2 separate regions of the Capra hircus genome follow, and region 1 is linked to region 2. A link is a contact called in public Hi-C data. All regions are on one chromosome and are shown on one strand. The core of a region is the stretch at or near the end of the contact, and the rest is flanking DNA. Distances in the headings are between cores, read along the strand shown.

What was found. Hi-C and Micro-C count contacts between places; a contact is called where the count stands out from the background.
Region 1: a Hi-C map of blood shows a contact between it and region 2, with 7 times the contacts expected there. The contact joins two enhancer-like sites. A contact is called at or near these places in 2 of 5 Hi-C or Micro-C datasets (blood and liver).

The regions. Positions count from the first base shown.
Region 1 is chr15:1,945,500-1,948,199 of ARS1.2, forward strand. No RefSeq gene overlaps it. Among named protein-coding and RNA genes, the nearest start is that of TRNAE-UUC, 100 kb to the left of the region's middle. Within about 2 kb of position 1,327, at least 1 of the 5 cell types and tissues checked has an H3K27ac peak or open chromatin away from gene starts, as enhancers often do.
Region 2 is chr15:1,535,298-1,537,997 of ARS1.2, forward strand. No RefSeq gene overlaps it. Among named protein-coding and RNA genes, the nearest start is that of LPXN, 45 kb to the left of the region's middle. Within about 2 kb of position 1,259, at least 1 of the 5 cell types and tissues checked has an H3K27ac peak or open chromatin away from gene starts, as enhancers often do.

The DNA of each region.
Region 1 (2,700 bases), core at 77-2,576, 410 kb after region 2:
ACAAGGAAGCCTGGCGTGCTGCAGTCCATGGGGTCGCAGAGTCAGACATGACTTAGTGACTAGACAACAACAGTGGAAACCAGTACGTATTTTAAATGTGATGGTGATCATTGCTTGGGCTTCTCTCTGTCCACTGGACCCAATCTGTGAATTGCCCTGGTTTCCTTTTTTTGGTTTCAATCCAGTCCTCATGAGAAGGCAAAGTATGGCACTCGCAGCATTGGGAAAAGGAGGCTATTCAGCAGAGATGGGGCACCATCTTCAGTGACATAGACCACACACTTGGGTGATCTTTATGAAGCAACTTGAGAAACACCATATTATGCCTTCATTTAGGATTTAGTGATGGCGGAGGGAAAGGAAGAATATTAATCAGTGTCTCAGCATCAGCTACAGACTTGAGGACTGTGATGACATTCTGGCCTTAGTTTTCCCTGAGGGGACTCTGTCCACCACCTTGAAGCGGGGGAGGCCTCAACCAGGGTGATACTGCCCCCAAGTGGTCAAAAGTTAGTACTTCAGGGGCGAAAAAGGAAAACAAACCTTTTAGCTGTTTGTGCCTCTCCAAAGCTCACCGCTGACTCACTTGAAAAGACTCTGATGCTGGGAAAGACTGAAGGCAGGAGGAGAAGGGGACCGCCCACCCGACGGACATGAGTTTGAGTAAACTCCGGGAGTTGCTGATGGACAGGGAGGCCTGGCGTGCTGCCGTCCATGGGGTCGCAGAGTCAGACATGATTGAGCAACTGAACAACAAAAAGCTCAGCCCAGTCTGACAAAAATCTTATTTCACAGTATTTGATTACATGGGAGCGGAGAGAATTGAGAAGAAAAGATCTATCAATTCAGTTCAGTTCAGTCGCTCGGTCGTGTCTGACTCTTTGCGACCCCATGAACCGCAGCACGCCAGGCCTCCCTGTCCATCACCGACTCCCAGACTTCACCCAGACTCATGTCTGTTGAGTTGGTGATACCATCCAACCGTCTTATTTTCTGTTGTCCCCTTAAAGGCTCCTTAAAGGGATGGCTGAGCAGTGATGAATGAAAGGATGAGGACCTCTGGATGGACTGGCTTGTACTTCCCTTCTCAGCATTTTCACTGTTTTACAAAAAAACCATTCCATAGAATCTAGAGATAAGGAGAGGGCACAAATAGATGAGTAACACAAGAGGTGGATCGTATTAGACACAAGCCTTACATCACTCTCTTCTTTCTAATGAGAGTTCTCCTTCCAAATGCTGCTCCCTCTTTCCAAGCTCTCGCAGCCGACTGGCACCCACACTGACCCTGGGCCACACGTGACCTCGCAAACGCCCCGCAGCCTCTGGACTCAGAGCAGCAGTCGCACTGAGGAGTATGGTTCCCGAGCTTCTGCGTGGCCACTGAGGGGCCAGGTGATGCAGCTTGCAGTTCAAGAGACTCAGGTCCCCACGGGGTGAGCCTCGGCGCACGGGAAGCAAGAGATGAAAAGAAACGGGGTGCACAGGTGTCCCTTTCTTCTCTCCCTGGACCGACCCCAGCTACGGTTTCTCCTTGCAGAGGAGTCTAACATGATAAACTTTATCTGATGAGTAGTTTTCTCCAGCTCTTGCGTCTCGTTGTGAACACTCACCCTTGCAGTGACTCATTTCATTGCATTATACTGCATCTGGCCCAGCCTCTGTTCCTTGTCTTGTCCTCTTCCTTACATCGTGGGATTTCATCTTCCCAATACAATTTCAAGACCTGGATTCTTCCTTCAGGCTCTAGAAACGAGAAGACCCATGCTGAGATAGTAGTTATCATAGTCCCTCTGGGCTGCTATAACAAAATACCATAAATTGGGTGGCTTATAAACAACAGAAATGTATTGCTTACAGTCCTGGAGGCTAGAAGTCCAAGAACAAGGCTCTAGCAATTCAGTGACCGAGAGCCTGTCTCCTGGTTCACGGACTGCCGTTTCTCATTGCACCGTCACGAAGTGGGAGGGGCAAGGGAGCTTTTTCAGACCTCATTTATAAGGATGCTAATCCCATTCCTGGGGGCTCTGTCCCCGTGACCTAATCAGCTTCCAAGACCCCACCTCCTAACGCCATCACCTGGGGCCATGTTTCAACATGTGAATTTTAAAGGACACGAACTTTCAGACCATAACAGTAGCAGGAGAAGGAACTCGAAAATATGCCTCACGGACAGGTTGTAGGAAGGATTCTGGTTCCACACGTATTTCCTTTCTAGTCATGACCAGACAGATGATGATATGTAGGTAAAATACTTTGCCTTTGCTTTCTTCTCCTACTCAGTTATTTTGGACGTTAGTCATGAATTCAATCAGTCTATAGGTTAAGTCATCTCCTGTTAAGGGGGAGTGAGTGTTCTTGTTCAGGGTGAGAAATCACTGGATTATATTATGAAGCAGGTGCAATCATTAGCCGTAGGAGTCTATGAATTTTGCTCATGTCTCTGGTTGACCCCTTTCTCCTGTCTATCTCAGGGTCCATATTTGCAGCCTTCCCAGTGTATCTGCGAACCACCCAATATCATTTCAATCTGTTCCTTCCATTCGTAAAAACCGGAGTTTATTTCTTCAGTTTGCAACTGTGAGCCCCGAGTGCTGAATCCCTCGGTCCCCAGATTCCCTTCCAACCCTGACCTTCACTCAAGTGGGAAGGAGACTGTCGCCTACCCCCTTCCACGAGAGGCGGCGTCTCTTTGGAGTC
Region 2 (2,700 bases), core at 9-2,508:
AGGGGATTTAGGGAGGATAAGAATGGGCATCTCCATTTTACCCGTGGAAAAATGGCAATTATACAACTTGGCCACAATCACTCAGTTTTAGTGATGGCATTAGAGCCGGGCTGATGCTTGCTTATAGAATCCCTTGCCTGGGACACTTTCTCTTAGGCTTTACTTCAACAGTGCAAAATACATCTCAGAAATAAGGCCCACGAAGTGAATTTTCAAGGATGGTTGAGGGCCCTGGGGCAAGAAAGGTGACGCAGTGGTGTAACCTATGTTGTTTGGGATATAGTGGCCAGAACTGTAGCCTTGACATCAGACAAACCCAAGTTCAGAGGCTGAGTGCGCCATTTACAGACAGTGTGAACCTTAGTTATCTTCTCCAAACTTCAGTTTCACAATATGCTAAATGTGGGCAATAATCCCATGTGGGTTTGCTCTGAGGATTAACCAAGATAATAAGTGCGAAAGAGCTTTGTAAACCTCCAAGAACCACACATAAAAGGCATTAACAAAATAGTCCAAGAGGTACGTGAGGAAGTCAGTACAGCTTCCATCTCTAGCATTTCCATGGAGACTATGAAAATATAGCAGGCTTTTAGTTGCATTTCTATGATTTTAGAAATCTTTTTCAGGGCCCAGGACGAAAGCTGGTGGAATTGAAACGCTGGGAGATTAGGAGCAGAACTTGAGTGTGAGCTGGTAATCTCCCTTCGCAGCAACATATTGACAAAGTAGCGCTCAAGACGGATTTCCACGGCACAGGACATCCATTCAGTCAGCTGCTTCCTGTAGACAGAAAGCAGTGAGTCCAGCTTAAGGAAGCAGAGCCCAGGGGGCAAGAGTTCAGGGGCCTTCCAAGGCTGCGGTCGTCGCTGCCTGTCAATGGCCTGACCACAGTTCCAACAAAACTCCAGGAGAGCCCTCGCCATCATCAACACTTGCGTTGCCAGAGGTGCTGTACCAAAATACCGCAGACTGCGCAGCAGAAAGAAGGGAAATGTATTTTCGTTCAGTTCCAGAGGCCGGAAGTCCGCGATCCAGGCGTCCACGGATTTGGCGTCTCTGAAGGCCTCTCGTTTTGCCTTGCTGGTGGCCACCTCCCCCCGTGTCCCCGTGTGTCCTTTCCTCTCTGCATATGTCTCCCTGGTGCTTCCTCCTCTTGAACAATAGTCCTGTTGGTTTAGGGTCCCACCCTTATGGCCTCATGTAACCCACATTAGCCCCATCTCCAGGGCTCCTCAGGCGGCGCTAGTGGTATGGAACACTCCCGCCGGCGCAGGAGACATAAGAGACACGGGTTTGACCCCTGGGTTGGGACGATCCCCCAGAGGAGGGCACGGCGACCCACTCCTGTGTTCTTACCTGGAGAATCCCATGGACAGAGGAGCCTGGCGGGCTACAGTCCATGGGGTTGCAGAGAGTCAGACACAACTGAAGCTTCTTAGCACACATGCATCTCAAGATGAAGAAGATGATACTAGAGGGAACAGCTAAGATGGAAGCTGAGATGAGACATTATAGGAAGGGTCCAGCTTCTGTGCGTTTACACAGGCCGACATCCTGGGACACAGCCGACGCAGCTGGTTTCTCTTTTAAAGGCAAGCGGGAGACATATTTCAAAGCACCAGTTTAAGCTGCTCTTTTTTATTTTTCACAAAGAAGCCCTCAGGGTTTGCAAATCTACAAATAGATACTTTTCCATTTTCATTCCTAATGAGAAGCATAGAGTGCTTTTTTAAGATTACCACGTCTGATGATCTGAATGCTAGTTTGGTGAGTTAGAGACAAATACATTTCTTTTAAGTTGAGCTCCTCAAATGACATCTCTGTTCCTATTCCATTTTATTAAACCGAGAATCAGATAGAAGGTGCAAAATTCGATAGGCTCATTCTGTTTTCAGGCCAGGTTCTAGGCTCCTGAAGAAAATGTGAGTAAGCCTTAGTCTTTATCTTCGAGGAGCTTACAGCCTAGGAAAGTCACACATCCAGGCCTAATACGAGCTTGTCTGTACAGAAGGGCTTCTTGCCTGGCAGCAGAGGTGAGGGCAGTGAGAGAGGAACTAGGAAGCAAACGAGAGGAGGCAGACGACGCACAGAGCTAAACAGATGGTTGGATAACATCCCCGACTCAGTGGGCGTGAATTTGGACAAACTCTGGGAGATGGCGGAGGATAGAGGAGCCTGGAGTGCTACGGTCCATGGGGTTGCGAAGAATCAGACACAACTTAGCGTCTGAACAACGGAGGATAGAGGAGCCTGGAGTGCTACGGTCCATGGGGTTGCGAAGAATCAGACACAACTTAGCGTCTGAACAACAACAACAAAATATCACAAGGCGATTTGGAAGAGTGCTATAAATAGAAGGACACACATGTGTTTTTCATAATCTCAGCAAAAAGCTTCATGGTGGAGATGGCTTTAATTTGAATCTTCAAGGGAAAATGAGAAAGGAAAACTGGGGCATTCCAACCCCGGGGAAAGGCAAGAAGTAAGGCAAAGAGGAAAAGTGCTTGGTGTGTAGGTGGAGAGAGGAGCTCCTTTACTGAGGATCCACTGTGCCTTTTCGGGTGTGTAGGATGAAGTAAGGTACTTGGTAGTAATAAAAGAGAATTAGCATATACCGACTACTATATGGGTGGTAAAGAACCCACTTGTCAATTCAGGAGACATAAGAAATGTGGGTTTGATCCCTGGGCTGGGAAGACC